Linked DNA regions of Mus musculus: regions 1, 2 and 3 are each linked to region 4. Evidence: chromatin contacts called from public ChIA-PET data. All regions are on one chromosome and are shown on one strand. The core of a region is the stretch at or near the end of the contact, and the rest is flanking DNA. Distances in the headings are between cores, read along the strand shown.

Region 1 (4,578 bases), core at 1,063-3,562, 400 kb after region 4:
AAGTGTTCTTCTAAACAGAGTGTGTATAGCTGCACATGGTGGCACATGGCTTTAATCCCAGCACTTGGGAGGAAGACTGATAACCTGAACTTGGTCTACATAGCCACCCTGCCTTAAAAAAAAAAAAAAAAGTAAAAATGGCGTGTGGGAGTGTTGGGGTGTGTATACCAGTCTCGACCCACACACACACAAGTTTGTACAAACATATCCTGGTTTCTAAAACACTCCGTCTCTCCACGTATTTCCTCACCTTAGCAAACACTGAACAGGTCTCATTCTTACTGTTTCCGCCTGGACTTAAAACGTAAACCAACTTAAATCAGTTACTAGAAGCATGCGTCACTTATCTTGAGAACAAAGGGGTAGGAATAAAACGTAAGTTCTGGGCTTAAACCCAAAGTAGCTAACCAAGCCCCCAACTTCCGGAGGAAAAACATGGGGCCTGACTCTCCTTGCCCTTCTACCACCAAAGCACAGACCTTGAATTTGCAAAGTTCTAGGATTCAAAACTCTCCAGAAAGTAAGTCAAAAATTTAGTATTCTAACCCAGGCGTAGTGGCAGACACCTTAAGCCAAACCCAGCACTCTGAATGCAGAGGAAGGCAGATACGTTAGTTCAAGGCCAGCCTGGTCTAACTAGGAAACTGTCACAAAAAGGGGGAAAAAAGATGATTTTCCTATGTTAGGAGCCGAGAATATGCTAATGGCAGAGGTATACTTAGCATGCTAAAGGCACTGGGATAGATTCCCAAAACAAAGTTTACTCCATAGATTTCTAAAAATCTCTTATAGTTTTCACAAATATGTTTTATCTTTTACAAAATGAGGATCTTTACAATACTATCTTCATATTACTTGAAAATAAATACAACTAGGGTACCAGAAACACAGAAGCATGAACTGCGGTGGGTCAGAGACCCTTTCACAGAGCAGGGCTGAGGTTGCAGCTCACTGAAAGCGCTTGCCCAGAGTGAGCAACTTCCAGACCTACCAGAAAATACATGGATGGAAAGAACAGTTGGGAAGGAAGGCTGAAGACATGGGTCTTCTGGGCCTGGACCTGTTACTTTCAGTGCAAAACACTGACCAAAATCAACTGACACTTGCAGGTTACAATCAGTCCATCACTGAGGTAAGTCAGAGCAGGAACTCAAGGCAAAACAAACTGCTCTCTATTCCCCACAACAATGCCTTCCACCATGGAACCCACTCCCAACCAGCAGACACCATCAAGAATGTGGATGGCTGCCTGTCCATAATGGGCTCCTGCTTAGCTGGTTCATCAGCCTAAAGATAGAGCTGCCCACAGTGTGCCCAGTGTAAATGAAGACATATCCACAGACCAATCTGAAAAACAATTACTCAGTTCAGATTGTTTTCAGGTGATATTAGGCTGTGTGAAACTGATGCTTAGCATTAAATAGGGCAGAGGTGTAGTTCCCGGGTAGACTGTGATAGCATACTCCAAGGTGTAATTTAAAGCAAAAAAAAAGGGGGGGGGGGCATAATTGATTAATAGCCCCATTGAGTCCTAGCACAAAGAATGCCTATATATTGACATTCTGTTTTAAAAGCACTCCTCATACAAATGTCTAGAAAGCTGCAGGAATCTAAAGCCCTGCTCTACAGCCCCAGTAGCTGGACAACTAAGACAAACCACACAGAAGAAATGTTGCTGGATTTGTTTCCTTTAGAGCATACTTTTTTTAAATTATATATAGTAATTACCAAAAAAATGAATGGCAAGCATGGATTTTTGAATCCATGAGTTTTGAAATATGAAAAGAACAAAGGCCCTATTATTAAAGGAGGTGGTGAAGATATACTTATTCTTTTTATTTCCATCTGGAATGGTCCTAGGACTAATAAAATCGGGTATTTTTCCCCTTCATAAATACCAGAACATAAAGAAAAATAATACGGTTTACCTTTGTTCCAGGCAAGTATATGCTTTTGGCAAGCTTACTATATTTTCTGTGGAGAGAGCCAGTTCGTTTTCCCTCACGTTTTGACGGTAAAACTGGAGAACACTGTAGAGAAAGGAGAAAGAGTGTCACAGGCACAGATCTGCATTCTTGGCCCCCTCCTAGCCAGGGGGCCTCCCCAGCGGCGCGCTGACCTTCCCGACCGCGACAGTAGCACCGCTGCCGCCAGGCCGTGCCGCCCGTCACCGCCCACGCAGGTGTCCCCCGGCCGCGGCAGCGGGGCCAGCGACTCCCGGCCCCCGGTCCCTACTCGGAGCACACTGCTCACCTCCACCAGCCAACTGGGGCCGGGCTGCGCCGGTGCAAAATGGACACGGCGACCACGCCCTCTGCTTCCCGCTGTCCCGCGCCTGCGCACCACCTAGGTCGCCCAGCCTCTGGATAAGTGCTCTGGTGACGCCCACGCGCCGAGTTTGGATTGCTGTATTTTTGTTGTTGTTGTTACTTGCATTTTTCAAGAACAACAAAAACAAAAACACAGCCCAACCCTTCACACCACTTTGCCTACTTTTCAGGACCCAGCGGGCTCGGCGATCTCTGGGTAGAAAACCATTGACCCAACTTTATAGAAAGGCACTACTTCCCAGCACTCGGGAGTCAGAGGCAGGCGGATTTCTGAGTTCGAGGCCAGCCTGGTCTACAAAGTGAGTTCCAGGACAGCCAGGGCTATACAGAGAAACCCTGTCTCGAAAAAAAAAAAAGAAAAGAAAAGAAAAGAAAAGAAAAGAAAAGAAAGGCACTACTACGGTTCCCCTCAGAGGCAGGAACTTTTAACTGGTTTTAAAATATCTCAATCAATCAATCAATCAATAAAAATAAAATAAAAAATAAAGAAAAACCAAAATAAAATAAGATAAAATAAAATAAAATATCTCGCCCTGATTTCCACCTCCTATGCGGAGACCGTGGTTACAGAGGATGAAAAAGATGGTTCCTATCCAAACTTGAAAGCCGGTAAATGCAGGGTGATGTGTGCTGGAGGAGCACGTCTACTCCCGCTTGGGAAGGCCTGGGCCTTTAGGAGAGCAAATTTGGGGAAAGCGCGGTTCCAAGTCATGGAAAAGCCCCTCTTGCCCCCTTCCGCCCATTGCCTGTGGTCCCGGCTACACCATTCCTAAGACCAATCCCTGTCATTTCTAACTTAGTCCTCACGAGAACGTTACAGTGGAACCAAGAGCCTTATCCTCTAAATGAACAGGTTTTCTACAAGGTGGAAAACCAAGACGAAGCTGTGGAGGGTTTCCTCAAATTCCAACGGCACGTGTAACCGTTTATGTATACCACTTGACACGTGAAGCGTAAACTGGGGTAAAAACCTGCTAGATCGGGGAGGTAGCTTCATTTTCTAAACTATATACAAAATATATATTATTTATAAGCCTGATCCTACAACTAAACTTCCAGCTCTTTAGAAACTTGTGTCATTCTACGGAGCTAATCCACCTTTCTCTTGAGTTCCTCCAAACCCAGCAGGGCCCCTTAGCGCTCTTACCTAGATTTCCGTTTTGCCCGAGTCCTGCCTGTACTCCACTGTTAGCCCAAACGCAAAGGATGATCTCTATCTCTTAACTGAAGCTCCTTCCATAAAGGCCAAAAAACAAAGGAGTGGGGGCCTCCATCCAATGGCTATAAAAAGAAGCCTCTAGCTCCTCCCCCACACCCTTGGCAGGCTGAACCACTTCACCACCAAGATGGGGGGAGGGGGGAGGGCTCCAAGACAAGTCAGTAGGAGCCAAACCACTTCACCTTTACAGTGGCTCAGGGCCACCCAACCGACATAGCCTCAGGTCAGAGAAAAGACCACAAGACTTCTCCCAAGCAATTTGCCTCAGCATTCTTACCTAAGGTTTTCTGAGGCACAGCCAAGCTGCTTCTTGTTAGGACACACCTAACTGCAGCTGATAACACAATATCTACCTAGTCTTTGATGGTTTGCTAACAGTTAGGGTTTTTTGTTTGTTTGTTTGTTTTGTTTTGTTTTTTGTTTTTTTGAGACAGGGTTTCTCTGTGTAACCCTGGCTGTCCTGGAACTCACTCTGTAGACCAGGGTGGCCTTGAACTCAGAAATCTGCCTGCCTCTGCCTCCCAAGTGCTGGGATTAAAGGCATCACCACCATGCCCAGCCTACAGTTAGGTTTTCTATGTACAGTAATCAAATATCTTGTAACAAACAGGTTCTTTCCTACAGCACCAAAAATGTCAGTGCAAATGAAAGCTTTGTCCCAGGCCCACACAAAACTTCAGGCATAATATGCTGGCAACTGGGCACAGTGGCACAGGCCTTAATCCCAGAGTTTGGGGGATGAAGCCAGCCTATTCTACATAGTATGCTCCAAGACAGCCAAAGCTACCCAGAGAAATCCTGTCTCAAAACAAAAACCAAGCTGGGCAGAGGTGGCGCTAGCCTTTAATCCCAGCATTTGGGAGGCAGAGGCAGGTGGATTTCTGAGTTCAAGGCCAGCCTGGTCTACAAAGTGAGTTCCAGGACAGCCAGGGCTATACAGAGAAACCCTGTCTCAAAGGAAAAAAAAAAAAAATGACTGAATGAGGAGGCTTGGGGTGTGGCTCAATCAGTGTTCGTGTGCTTTCCCAT
Region 2 (4,571 bases), core at 2,059-4,558, 350 kb after region 4:
ATGTTTGCCTGTGAAAAGTTCAGAAGAAAGGGGGCGGGGCACAGGCAAGTAATGTATATTTAGGGAGAAAGAGAACTTGTTTCCCTACAAGAGGCAGCAAATGATCTAATAACATTTTATAGATTTGAAACTCTAGTTGGTTTTTTAACAACAGGAACATAAAAGGGTGCTGAAAACTGGGTACAGAGGTATGCACCTTTACTTCCCGTACTGGGAAAGCAACAGGTAGATCTCTGTGAATTTGAGGTCAACCTGGTCTACATAGTGAGTTCCAAGACAACCAGAGCTATATAGAGGAGCCTGTCTAGGAGAAAACAAAAAGCAAGAACAATAGACCTAAACCTGCAAACCGCTAAGCAGTGTTTAAACAATCTGTGGTTTTCAAGTTACCATTCAAAAGGGTTTCTGATTCTGACATTGAGTCTCTCTTGAATGAGGGTGCTTTTACAGTTTTTAACTAAGTTAATATCCTGAAGTCAGTGTTCCATCAGTTGCACTTCCTATGTGAAATAGTAGGAAGGCAGGGGGTGGGGGGTGGGGGCTGAGATGTCAAGACCTGTTTTCCATAGTATCCACATTTACCGTTCGCTCGCTGGTGATTGCATTCCAGGTTTTAAATGTGGCTTGGGTCCTACAGAAGTATAGAGAGTATTGCTGTATACAGAGACTTAAACTGAGTGGGTGGAAGTGGGCAGACAGAGATGATAACGCCTTTCTAGAATACAGATGGGAATGTACACCCTGATATCCAAATACTAATTACTATCTAAAGAGTGGGATTCGTTAGTCTCATAAGGTGTGACATGTTTTGGAGTTATAAAATTCAGATTGGACATTCTTCCAAGCTTTTAAATCCTGAGTGTGATGATCTGATAGAAAAATCTTTTTTTTTTCCCTTTGAAATGTAACTCGGGAATGTGCACCCTCTTGTGGTGGAAAGATCATTTTCCCCAGTGGCTTTCTGTTGACGCACAGAGCTTTGTTACTTGAGTTTGTTTTCTCCCATTTTAATGACTCAATGAGGATTTGTGGTTTGTTAAGATTTTAAACGAATCTTAACTATATGGGACTTAAATATTCTAAATGAGATGGCCATATAAGTTTTAGTCGGAGCAAACGTAGATGGCCGAACACTATTCAGCCATGTCAGTCTTGATCTTGGTTGCTAAAGTCTCTTCTTTTCCAGTTGTACCTCACTGATGCAAACCATGGACGCCTTCTCCAGTGCACTTCCTCTTTGGTGCTTAAGTTTCATATCCATGGCTTTAACGGACATAATAACAAGATGTATCTTTTTTTTATGTTCAAAAGTTACAATTCTGCAGGGTGTGGTGGCACAAACCTGTAATCCCAGCACTCAAGAGACTGAAGCAGGATTATCAGCCTGAGCCTGGGCTACAAAATTGAGTTCTAGGCCAGCCTCAAAGCCATAAAGAAGATATTTTTTAAAGTTACAATTCATCACAAGTTGTTTTTATAATAAAAACTAGAGCAAACATAGTAATATCCCTGATTTTTAAACTGTTGGGTTCTGTTTTGAAAAGCAACATTTGATAAGGCTGGAGAGATAGCTCAGCAGTTGAGAGCACTTGTTGATTTTGCCAAGGACCCAGGCTTAGTTTTAGCATAGTTCCAGGAAATCCCTCCTCTCTTGATGTTTGAAGGCACATATAAGATGCACATACACACATGTAAACAAAACACTCACAGTCATTTTTTAAAAATCCATGAGAATCAAGTGAAACATAACCAAACACAGCCCTATAGTCATCTAGGAGCAATGGCAGTTTTTCTTTTTAAAAACTTCATCTTAATTAGCCTAGTGGAAGGGACAATGTCTTGCAAGCAAAGGATCAAAAGATGCTTTTGTAAGAAAAATTAAAATATTAACTTCATTTTTTTTGTCCTGTTATAGAGTCATTTTTAAAGGCGGTTTACCTAGCTTGCTCTCACCAGCTGCAAGACGGCAGAATTTATAATCGGAACATCAGGTTTCAATAGCCATAAAACAAAAATAATACCTACTTCATAGAGGTGTTGTGGGCAGTGAGACACCTGATCCACAAAGCGTTTGATAACAATGCGTACCACATTATCAGTACCCAGTGGCTCTTACAACTTTTTCGGGGCTTCATACAACGGGAAACCTATCTGGTGAGTCCATAATTTACTCTAGCACTATTTTTTTTTTCTTTTGGAAAAGTACCCTAGTGACGTCCAAAAGATTGTACATCTTCGGCTCCAATCCAGAACCGAAAGCTCCGTCTCCAGTTCAGAATCCAAAGGCTTGTGCATGGTGGGCTGGTCGCACACCTCGAGGTCTGGGGTGGAGGGAAACGTCGGGGTGTGACAGCCGCCCGCTGGTCGTGTGATTGAACCGTAAAATTCCTACCTCGTGAGATGGTTCTAGGCTTAGGTGTGACAGATCTGGGAGGCGCTGGCGGAGGGCGAGAGCACGACAGCGATACGCGGTTTTAAGTTCCTGAGCGGCCACCCAGGGCTCGAAGGCGCACTCGGTGGCTTGGAGTTTAGTTAAAAGCGGTTTTTGTCTTGTTTTTACGAAACTCTTAAGATAGTCCCTGATTTGTTTCATCACTAGTGTGTCACCGGAGTAGTGTCCGAAAGCTGACCACCTCCACTGCCGCACAGGGGCCACGCAGGCACACACAGGAGCGCAAGACACAGCGGGGACTGGAACCGAGGAAGTAGAGAGCCTTGCGCCACGACGATCCTGCGCATGTGCCGGGGGAGAGGGAGGTAGAAGTTTCCGCATGCGCAGCAGGGTCGCGCGGGGGTGGGTGGGGGGAGGCAGGGACAGCTGTGGAGCCGGCCCGCGTTCCCGGCATGCCCCGGGGCGGCGGGGTTGGCTCTAACGAATTTGAATGAGGAGTCTCAGCGCTTTCGGCGCCATTTTCGAGTGATGCCTGATCTCATCAATCTAGCGGGAGGGAAGGGATAACCTGTCCGAGCCTAGCGCGACGCTAGGATCACGCCGGAAAATCCCCCAAAAATCATCAAAAAAATTAACTTAGAGCAGAGGGCAGTCGGTGGGGCTTCGCCAGATGCGGCGCAGTCGGTAAGAGCCTCAAGTAGCGAAGCGGGTCTCGAGAGGTGGCAGCGATGGGACCGGAGGACCGTGAGGGGAGCAGGGACCGGACTCGGGGTCTGCCCTCACTTTCGCGGCAGAAGCTCCCCCAGGGGATCCGGTTGCTGTAAGTTGGGTGTCCTCGGATGGGCGGCGTCCGGCCGCGCTCGGGTGGCGGGAGCGCGGAGCTGGGGGAGGGGAGGCGCGGTTTGAGCGGGACACGGCCGAGCGGCCGCCGCCCGACCTGTCAGCGCGAGCGGCCGGGGAGCTAGGCCGGCGCGGCAGGGTCGCCCGCGACAGGCGCCCGCCCGCCCTCCCCGGTGTGCACGGCGGTCCGGGCGCAGGCCGTCTCCTGCCGGGAAACTTGGGTCGCGGGAGAGACGGCTGCCCGCGGCCCCCGAGGTGCGCTGCGGAGTGCGGGGAAGAAACGACGCCGGCCGGGCCGGTCCCGGGCCGGATCCCGACCCCGGGCGCGGCGGATGGATGGATGGCCGCATCCAGCTGGGTCATTTTGTCGTTGCTCTCCCGGCGGTCCCCTCTCTCGCTCGAGGGGGAGGGGTGTCGGGGTGAAGGGAAGGACGGGGCTGCGAGCTTGCGATTTCCTGGCGTCGGGCTCTTAGAAGACTTTTTCCTTCTCCGGTCCTTGAATCGCAGCGTCTCAAGGAAAAGTAGCGTGAAACTTGGTGTCTCCTGCCGACAAGCCTTTGCACCTACGATTTAACGGTCATTTTGCAGTCCTCAACTTTCCTTGGGTACTCCTGACGCTGAGGCGGAAGAAAGCGGAGTTGTCTTTCCTTTGGGGGGGGGGTTTCTTTCTTTCTTTCTTTCTTTCTTTTTTTTCTTCGTTGGCTGTTGGCTTTTTGTCAACCCAGAGTCGACAGCTCTTGAATGAGCCAGTGACAGCTTTGACTTTAGGTAATGCTCGCTAGGTACTAGTCTTTGTGAAGAGTCCACGTTAAACTCTTGTGTCGCTTTCCTCCCTCAGCACCCCTAGATTAACCCTTAGCTCATGGGACGTTCTGCGGGAGGGTCGCACGGACCTGCCTTAGTGATCCTCTGCGGATGCTTTTGCTGCAGCTTCTCGGTTATTCGCCGAGGACTCAGGCTTCAGGAGACCCTCGGTGACTTGCTAGTCAGAGCAGGCCCCCTACAGAGCTTTCTCCCTCTGGAATTTTATCAGAACCCTGGATTTGGTGTGTGTCTGTGAAAACTGGGGGACCCGCCCTCATTTAGATCCCTTCCAGAAGAGTAGGAGCGCAATGTGATGTTTTTCAAATTGAGTCTAACGGAGCTCCCAAACGCCGGGCTTCTTACCCACTGATTGGCTGGAAGGAAGCGGGACTGGGGGGTTTGAATGTTGATCCCAGAGCTGATAATTCTTGACCTACGAAAAACTGTGTTTAGACAGAGAACTATTCAAATAAATACAAAATGTAAAATCGGAGTTTTTTTTTTAAGTTAGTACATAATAGAGTTGTTTCTTCCG
Region 3 (4,235 bases), core at 1,591-4,090, 260 kb after region 4:
TACCTTCACAGAGTAAGCAATTGGGCTTATAACTTCATGGTCACAAGCGGCTGACCCAGCTCTAGGTTACATTTGTAATCAAGCAAAGATGAAGGGTCAAGAGCACAGTGTTTTGGGCACCCTTTCATCTGCCATCAGGAGCACAAAAGCTTTCTTGCAAATCTGCCTTCTCCTGTTCCTCCCCACCCCCTTCTTCCCAGCAGACTTCTGCTCAGGTCTCACTGATCAGAACTGGGTTTCTCAGTCATGCTGTCTTAGTTAGGGATGTACTGTTGTGAACAGATACCATGACCAAGGCAACTCTTAAAAGGACAACATTTAATTGGGGCTGGCCTACAGTTTCAGAAGTTCAGTCCATTATCATCAAGGCTGGAGCATGGCAGCATCCAAGCAAATGTGGGGCTAGAGGAGCTGAGAGTGCTACATCTTGTTCCACAGTCAAACAGGCTTCCAGGCAGCTAAGACAAGGGTCTTAAAGTCCACACTCACCGGGCAGTGGTGGCACACGCCTTTAATCCCAGCACTTGAGAGGCAGAGGTAGGCGGATTTCTGATTTCAAGGCCAGCCTGTTCTACAGAGTGAGTTCCAGGACAGCCAGGGCTACACAGAGAAACCCTGTCAGGACAGCCAGGGCTACACAGAGAAACCCTGTCTCAAAAAACCAAAAAAAGAAAAAATAAAAGTCCACACTCACAGTGACACAATTCTCCCAACAAGGCCACACCCACTCCAACAAGGCCACACCTCCAAATAGTGCCACTCCCCGGGCCAAGCATATTCAAAGCACCACCCATACCTAGCTTCAAACTCACTATCCTTATCTTCGGTGACAGATCCCAGTTGGCCTAGAATACTGTCACTGTCCAGGCTGGACATGTTGCTGCCAATATATGAACCAAATCTGAGTGTTCTCTGTAAGGAAAAGCAGACACAAGCTAGCAGCAGAATCTAGCCCTGTTCAGGTCAGTAGTGCTCACCAGAGTTTACACAGCAAAGAGCTGTTAAAGGCGCAGGAGTCAAGATGGGGTTTTGTCAGAGGGAAGGTAGAAAAATGAAAATTGCCTGGAGTCAACTCTCTTCTCTCAGGCAGATTCTTGCTGAGCGTACAAACAGGTCTCAAGCCTGGAGGTTGTACTACCTCTGCACCTCCAGCGGACTGTACAGCTTCTATAGGAATAGGAAATGAGTTGGAGACCAGGAAGCTTGACCCACACAGGCTCTCACTGCTGGACACATTAAACAGTGGTTTGGCTTGCGATTTTTCAACAGTAGATTGGGGAGAATGTGGCGTGCATTCAATATTTTGATTGTTAAATCTGAGTCCTTTCCTAGCCTAGCCATATGAAGTCTAGCCTCTATCTGGAAGTGAGGCCGTATCTGCCACAGCAGCTCCCAATCAGTGGGGCAATAACAAGCAGCAACACCAAGCCACCATAGCCTGAACTTGAAGTTCCTGTGTGAACCAAGGCTTGACCCTACTGTAGGCTGGTGAGCTTCTGAGTTAGGCTGCTTTGCACTACCCCACCCCGACCCCACCGCCAACTCCCTGCAAGCGGGCCTTTTCAAGGACTTGAGGCTTGCTTGCTCTTTCCTTGGTGCACAGTTTAATCCACAGATCTACGGTAGCTTCCTTCGCTCCCTCATTCCAACCTCTGGACTAGCTGAGGTTAATGAGTAAGGGGCTGGTCAGGTCAGGGCTTCCTTTTTGGCAAGGATGACAGAGTCTTCTCCCACAGTGAGTCAGGACATCAGCCCAGGGAGCTGCCAGCAAGGCCAGGCTTGGGAATGCTCCCTAGCCAATGACAAATACAGAAGTCATACTAGATCCTGGAAAAAAAAAAATGAGAATGGTCCACAGGGAGTTCCTCGGGAAGTGGGCTGGGGACTGTTAAACAAGGTTTAAACTGAAGTTAAAGCTCCCCACTTGCACTTCTGGGATAAAATAGAGCACTTTAATCAAGGGCAGTTATAAAGCAGGAAGTTCAATTTGCCTATTGAACTGAAACAAAACAAAACAGCAACTGTGCCTTGTTTGCTCCAAAGCAGCCCGACTACCATTCTAACCTGTGTGCAGAAAACTTGCACAGGAGCATCTAAATGTGTTCATTTTAGATTTTTCTCAACCAAAGTTCTCTCCTTAGAGTCTTTATTGTGGCGGGGGCAGGGAGGGGGAAGTGCTGCCTCTTTAAACAAGCTCTCTCTCCGGGTTTTAAAATGCTCAACTCGTTTCATTTTCTTGATAAAATTTATCTGTGATCAGGACTGAGTCAGACCAAAAATACTTCTATAAGATTTGACCTTTTACTGAAATCCCACATTGAGATAATACACCTAAAATGGTGGTTACCAGTAAGGCTTTTGTTTTTCAAAAGTACATTTAAAATAAATCACTTTTTTTCAAGCAGAAAACTGTTTTGAATTAAGTCCTTCACAGCCGATCAGCCTGAGAGTTCTCGCTCTTTGATTTCCTTTTCATGCAAATTACACCAGGAGAGTTGTGCGTGTGTAGCACTGTCCAAACCACATTTAGCTTTCACATTTACTTCGTGTCCAATTAAGTCTCACAAGTTTACTTGCCTGTAAGACTCTATAAGGATTACATTATTTTTTTTACTCCTAAAACAAAAACAATGCCAGCAAAAGCCATTTTTTATTGTTAGCGAATGAAACATTTTCCAATTTTACAAGGATAATTAATTCTTTGCACTTTTTCTCATGATGATGAAAATACTTTTTATTTTTGTGTGTACTCTTGTTTTTTATTGGCTAAATTTGCTTTTCAACAGTTCCATACCCACATACAACACATTTTGATGACTCTCAACCCTCCCTCCCCCTTACCGCCTTCCTTCCTGTACAGTCCCCACCCGGCTCTGCAGCTCTGCAACAAGTCACTTTCCTATGTCCAGGCCCCTTTGTTTCGTTCAGGGATTTTTAAAGCACGGTTGTCTGTGTGACCGAGAGTTTGGTACTCTCTGTTGGAGCGTACTCTCTGTTGGAGCGTGGTGGGCTCATCGTTGACTGTATGTTGAAAGGCAGTGAGGGCAACAACTTTTCATTCCTTCTGATGAAGTATTTTCATGTATTTTTTTTTCTTAATTCCAACAAACTCTTAAATGCTTTATTATTTAAAGAGTTTTTAAGGGCTTTTCATTTGAAGCTCTGTGACTTATTATAATAGCTACTCACCCCAGCTGTGAGGAGTGCCCACCTGGAGTTTAATCACCTGATTTCTCAGTGAATTCTTGTTTACCCTTGAAATGGGGGGGGGGGAGAGTGGGAGGGAGTGGTGAGGGGGAGACACAATTAATGACAGATTATCTAAAACAAAATCAACTCCAAAATTCCTGTGAGAGGCTATTTGTGTTAGTGGCAGATTTTGCGTTTTCCTTAGCAACTTGCTGTGAACACCTGAGGATAACAAAATTTTGAGCTGAACAGGAAGTCTAGGAAGAAAATCATTATGAAGCAATTACATCTAGTTTTCTAAATCACCATAAAAGGAATGTGCTGCCTCCAGAGTTAGCAGTGGTGAAGTGACAGGTTTTAAAATTGGATCAGAGAAGCAGGATTGGATGGATCTCAGGTAGTAAAGAGCTTCCCTGGCACGCACAAAGCCTTGCCTTCCATCCCCAACACCACAGAAGCCAAGCCAAGTTAGCTCGGGCCTGCAATCCCCACTTTCAGGAAGTAGAAGCAGGATGATAGGTTCAAGGTCATTTTAGCTAGCTGCACAGAGTCTGGCTGGGAAAAGCTAAAGATTTCATCAGCCCAAATGGCTGGTGTAAGCTAGAAAGGAGAATGAGCTGAATGGTGAGAAGCCGGATGGTTAGGCTCAGGGAAAGAGTCTCGGGCACGGTGTAGAGCAGTTAAGCCGCACTGCAACAGGTAGCCACCAAGAAGAGGGAGAATAGAAGAACAATGGAATAGGAAATCTGCTTCCAAGTCACAGGGGACAGCAGCAGCAGGAATGGCCACAGAATCTAAGGAAAGCCAGTCTTTTGTTTTAGGGTTTTGTTATTGTGTATTAGGTATGTCTTGTTTTGTTTATATTGCTGTGGATAAAACTTCTAGACAAGGCTAGCTATCTCAGACCTCAAGTCATCTGACACCTTTCTTTTGGACTAGCCACTGAGCAAAGAGAAAGTTTATCACAGAATAAAGACCATTGTAGCAGGTTTTGCCTCCTGGTCTATTGGACTAGAGATTGTAGGAGCTACACCTTTCATAAGCCA
Region 4 (4,534 bases), core at 295-2,794:
CGTGCACAGCAGCAATCAATTATCAAATGTAAGATGTATATGTATATGTATATGTATATGTATATGTATATGTATATGTATATGTATATGTATATGTATATGTATATGTATATATTTGGTCCTGAGGGAACAAGAAAGTTGCATGAAGAAAGTTGCATAAAGAATTTTCCCAAAATGCCTATGGTTTCTACTCCTGAGGCACAGCCTTCTGCTCCCATGCATATACCTATAACCTCATTGGATGTGCCCTATGATCAGTTGACTGAGGAAGCAAAAACCAGGGTCTGGTTTACTGACAGTTTTTCAGACTCAGATACCACGCAGAAGTGGACAGCTGCATCATTACACCATCTTTCCAGGACAACCCTAAAAGATATTGGCAAAGGGAAATCTCCACAGTAGGCAGTGCCCGTGGTCATACATTTTGTTTGGAATGAGAAATGGCCAAATGCATGACTGTTCACTGATTCATGGGCTGCTGGCAGTGTATTGGCTTAGCTGGCCAGGGACCTGGGAAAAATGTGATTGGAAAGACATCTGCTAAAGAAGTATATGGATAGATCTCTCCAAATGGGCAAAGGGTGTAAAAAAAACACTGTGACCAAGGTAACAAAGAGAAGAGTTTATTGGTCATATGGATTCAGAGGATGAGTCCCTGACTGTCATGGCAGAGAGACATGCCCCTGAGACATGTAGACAGACATGTAGTCAGACATGCAGAGAGAGAGAGAGAGCGCGAGAGAGAGCGAGCTAAGTAGGAATGGAATGGCATGGGCTTTAGAAACCTCAAAGCCCACCCCCAGTGACACACCTCCTCTAAGACTACACATTCTAATCCTTCCCAAACAGTTCTACCAACTGGGTACCAAGCATTAAAACATATGAGTCCATGGGGGCCATTTTCATTAAAATCATCATGAGCCTAGATCTCAAAATGATAAAGAGATTAGAATCCCACTATTTCCCTCAAAGGAATACCTCCAATGGCTTAAAATCTCTTCCCAGGACCTACCCATCTATTATCCAGGGATCAAGCTTGGGGCTAAGCCCTTAGCACATGGAGTCTGGGGACACATTGCATGTTAACTGTAGCAGAGAGAAGATAACACTAGATTAGGTTGCGGTATGCAGCCCTGTGGATGGCCATGCACACATATACACAGAATCTAGCTGTTTATCTATCTTTCAAGCTAACAAGGGGTAGCCTGTGTAAAGAAGTTTGTTGTTATACTTAAGTGAAAGCTAATTTCTTCAGTAGGCACACACAAGCCTTCCACTCTCTGCATGCAAGAATGTGATTTCTCTCCACTTGGCCCCATGGCTGCTTTGGTCAACAAACTGGGACTTCCAAGCCTTGAAACAAAAGACCTGATAGCCTTTGCCTCCTCCATCAAGGGTTCCTTGAGGAATTCCGTGAAGTCATATTTTGCAAAGACACCAGGTAGAGAGAAGAGAACCAAGGAAAGCTAAGGCCTGAGCACCCAGCACTGAACACAGCTCCTGCCATCTTCAAGGACAGAAGCTCTGCCCTGCTGAGGAACTGTCAGCTGTAGGGACAGCTTGTTGCAGCTTGCATGTGGTTTCCTGTGTGTAACCAATACGTGAAACTATTCTTCCAAGCAGAACATTTACCTATTTGGCAAAATAACAGCTTCATACTTCAAATGGAAGACTGCTTAACATATAGGAGGTTGTTGTTAGTGTTGCGGCTTGTTCTTGTTTGTGGATGAGTGTAAATTGGACATTGAACATTTCTCATAAAATACTATTTGAATGAGCTAAGTAAAGTCTGAATTAAATTACTTTAAGAATGCACACGATGTGTTCAATGAGAGAAAGATTTTGGCATAGTGTTTCAGGACATTGTCAGCTCCAAAGAGCAATTTGAAGCTTTCCTGTGCTTGGTGGGTAAGAGAGCTTTTCCTTGGTCTCTGCAGGTCAAGGTCTAAGCCTTTTAAAAAAAGCCTGAATTAACAGACAAATAGCAACAAGTGAATTTAATGTCCTCACTTAAGAGAGTGTGATAACAGGAAGTCCTGAATACTCCACAGGTTTTTTCACTCTCTTCACAAAACAGAGGTGGAAAACCAGAGGAGCAAGGGCTGTGCTATGCAAATGATGTGGTCTCTGTGGCAGTTTGCTGTGGTCTTCTTCTTAGCAGCCTGCTGTGGTCATCTCTATCTGAGGTCTTCTTCCTGAAAGAAGAGCTTTCCTGGGCAGAAAGGTGGAGTGGGTATCAGAAAGAAAAGCCTATGCCTGGATGTGTGTTTCCTATACTAATTTAGAGAGAGAGAGAGAGAGAGAGAGAGAGAGAAAAGATATAGATAGATAGATAGATATAGATATAGATATAGATATAGATATAGATATAGATATAGATATAGATATAGATATAGATATAGATGATGTAGATGATGTAGATGATGTAGATGATGTAGATGATGTAGATGATGTAGATGATGTAGATGATGTAGATGATGTAGATGATGTAGATGATGTAGATGATGTAGATGATGTAGATGATGTAGATGATATAGATGATGTAGATATGGATATGGATATATATATAGATATATAGGTATATATAGGATATATAGATTTATAGATTTATAGAGATATATAGAGATATATAGATATATAGATGTAGAGATAGATAGATAGATAATTTAGTTTTTACAAAATAATAGCTTTTCAGAGCTCTTTTGTGCACGTGTAGATCTGTATTTTCTCTAACTGAAAATACGCAAAATAAATAACATTCGAAGTGGATATTTCACCCTCCCACCTCAGCCACTGTATTCTGTACATAGACTGACCAATAGTTTCAGGAAGAAAGCATCCTCTAATTTTTCTGTTTACCACAAAACTTCACATCTATTTCAAGTTAAAATGATGAAGAGAGAAAAAAAATCTCACTTAATCAGCACTTGATAAGGGAGCTCACTGACAATCTCATAGCAAAATCACTTCCTCTTGAATTATTTGAAGTATAGCCAAGAAAACATATTTACTAATAAGTATTTTTGTGGATTTTTAGATAAAATATAAAATACTTTAAAAACAAAACATAGTATCATTATTCTACTCCCAAAATAGTCATAGTAATTATGTAATAGTATCAAGTATCCTATTATTATTTGAAAGATTTTTTTGTTTGCTCATTTGTTGTGTTTTTGGTTGCTAGTTTTATTTTGTTTGAGAATCAAAAATACATTTATGAGGATTGGATAGCTTTGCTTATTTGCTTTTGTCTTGTCTTGTTTTATTTATTTATTGTGTTTGTTTGTTTGTTTGTTTTAATCTATGAGGTATTCTTGCTTTATCTCTCTTGCAGCCCAGGTTTTCTGAGGATAACAACCCACATAACATGAGGAATGGTGTGTGTGTGTGTGTGTGTGTGTGTGTGTGTGTGTGTGTGTGTGTGTTCACACAGTAAAATGCAAGGTCTTGCCTTCATCAATTGGCTCTCCCCTTTGTTTTGTGAGACAGTTTCTTGTTAACCCATACCCTTCTGTTGAGCCGTACTTGCAAATATTTGCTTCATGCTGGTCCTTGTATTTTCATGGTGCAGATTTACATGAGTCTATTCTTAAGCACTTGTCTTAACAGCCATACTAGGGAGATGCAGACACATCCCACATAGCACTTTCCAGAAGTTCGAAAGCCAGCTAATTGGGAAGAAGTTTTTTGCTTACAGGAATCCCTTTTCACATCTAAATCTCTATCCTTGAAATTCATCTTTTGGTTTGTGGACAAGATCATTTTTGTATTAGCAGAAGAATATCCTGTTTCCCCAACAACAGCTCAAAAGCCTGTCTCCTCTCTCACCGAGTTGCATGTGTGATAGAGTCTGTTTCTGGGCTTTTAAAATTCTGATCCACTGCTCCATTTCTTCTCAAAGAAAAAGCATGCTGTTGCTGTTGGTTGGTTGATTTCTGCTTTGTGATTGTTGGGATAAACCTAGAACCTGTGTACACCAGCAAGCTACATTCAGCAATACATAGCTGGGGCTACCTACAGATTGTGGTGTAGGCCTTATGATATTTTGTTATCAGTGTAACCAACCAATTTATATTTTTATTCTTTACTCTTTCTTGATCATTTTTCAAATAAACTTGTTAGCATAGGTAGTTGATTATAAAATGTTGGCAAAACTGTGATATTTATTTGGATTGCATCACATACACAAACTAGGAAGAGTTGAAAACCGTACACTGTTGATGTTTCCATCATCAGGTGTGCTTGAACGTAGCACACCTTTCCATGTGGTCCATCTGACACCTTTGTTTTGGAGGGAATGCACACCATTTTCATTATAGAATGTTTTCTATGACTTGTTAAATGGAGACCTAGGCATTCATCTTTTCCTTCCTTTATTTCTTCCATTCATTCTACTAAAACCAGCAGATCTTACTTCTATCATACAGATTTTGCTTTTTATGTGTGAAGTTTGTGCTATGGCTGGTGGAGCCTTGCTGGCAGAAGCAGAGGTGGACCTTTGAAGACTATCACAGCTCCTGGCTCCTGGTGGGGC

What was found. ChIA-PET counts read pairs in DNA pulled down with a chosen protein or histone mark.
Region 1: an RNA polymerase II ChIA-PET map of effector CD8 T cells shows a contact between it and region 4, with 24 read pairs. The contact joins the promoter of Trim13 here to the enhancer-like site in region 4. A contact is called at or near these places in 5 of 39 promoter capture datasets (the 3T3-L1 cell line, the C10 cell line, embryonic stem cells and 2 more), 1 of 15 datasets of contacts at CTCF or cohesin (large pre-B cells), 1 of 484 Hi-C or Micro-C datasets (pancreatic cancer cells), 2 of 115 datasets of contacts at active chromatin or transcription factors (effector CD8 T cells and memory CD8 T cells) and 2 of 9 other capture datasets (liver and macrophages).
Region 2: an RNA polymerase II ChIA-PET map of memory CD8 T cells shows a contact between it and region 4, with 148 read pairs. The contact joins two enhancer-like sites. A contact is called at or near these places in 4 of 39 promoter capture datasets (the C10 cell line, the HPC-7 cell line and neutrophils), 2 of 15 datasets of contacts at CTCF or cohesin (CD8 T cells and the NIH/3T3 cell line), 1 of 484 Hi-C or Micro-C datasets (bone marrow-derived macrophages), 18 of 115 datasets of contacts at active chromatin or transcription factors (CD8 T cells, the SCID.adh cell line, T-cell acute lymphoblastic leukemia and 11 more) and 1 of 9 other capture datasets (embryonic stem cells).
Region 3: an RNA polymerase II ChIA-PET map of memory CD8 T cells shows a contact between it and region 4, with 23 read pairs. The contact joins two enhancer-like sites. A contact is called at or near these places in 4 of 115 datasets of contacts at active chromatin or transcription factors (CD8 T cells, effector CD8 T cells, large pre-B cells and 1 more).

The regions. Positions count from the first base shown.
Region 1 is chr14:61,597,246-61,601,823 of GRCm38.p6, reverse strand. It overlaps Trim13 (tripartite motif-containing 13), which reads right to left and starts at 2,312. Exons shown (of 3, transcript NM_023233.3): 1 at 2,254-2,312; 2 at 1,929-2,030.
Region 2 is chr14:61,647,123-61,651,693 of GRCm38.p6, reverse strand. The region is part of intron 1 of Dleu2 (deleted in lymphocytic leukemia, 2); the gene reads left to right. Among named protein-coding and RNA genes, the nearest start is that of Mir15a, 17 kb to the right of the region's middle. Within about 2 kb of position 3,308, at least 436 of the 459 cell types and tissues checked have an H3K27ac peak or open chromatin away from gene starts, as enhancers often do. A contact at or near this core is called in the HPC-7 cell line, acute myeloid leukemia, effector CD8 T cells and 1 more, where this site is marked.
Region 3 is chr14:61,735,201-61,739,435 of GRCm38.p6, reverse strand. No RefSeq gene overlaps it. Among named protein-coding and RNA genes, the nearest start is that of Gm46480, 30 kb to the right of the region's middle. Within about 2 kb of position 2,840, at least 136 of the 459 cell types and tissues checked have an H3K27ac peak or open chromatin away from gene starts, as enhancers often do. A contact at or near this core is called in effector CD8 T cells and memory CD8 T cells, where this site is marked.
Region 4 is chr14:61,995,486-62,000,019 of GRCm38.p6, reverse strand. No RefSeq gene overlaps it. Among named protein-coding and RNA genes, the nearest start is that of Gm35307, 37 kb to the left of the region's middle. Within about 2 kb of position 1,544, at least 30 of the 459 cell types and tissues checked have an H3K27ac peak or open chromatin away from gene starts, as enhancers often do. A contact at or near this core is called in the HPC-7 cell line, acute myeloid leukemia, effector CD8 T cells and 1 more, where this site is marked.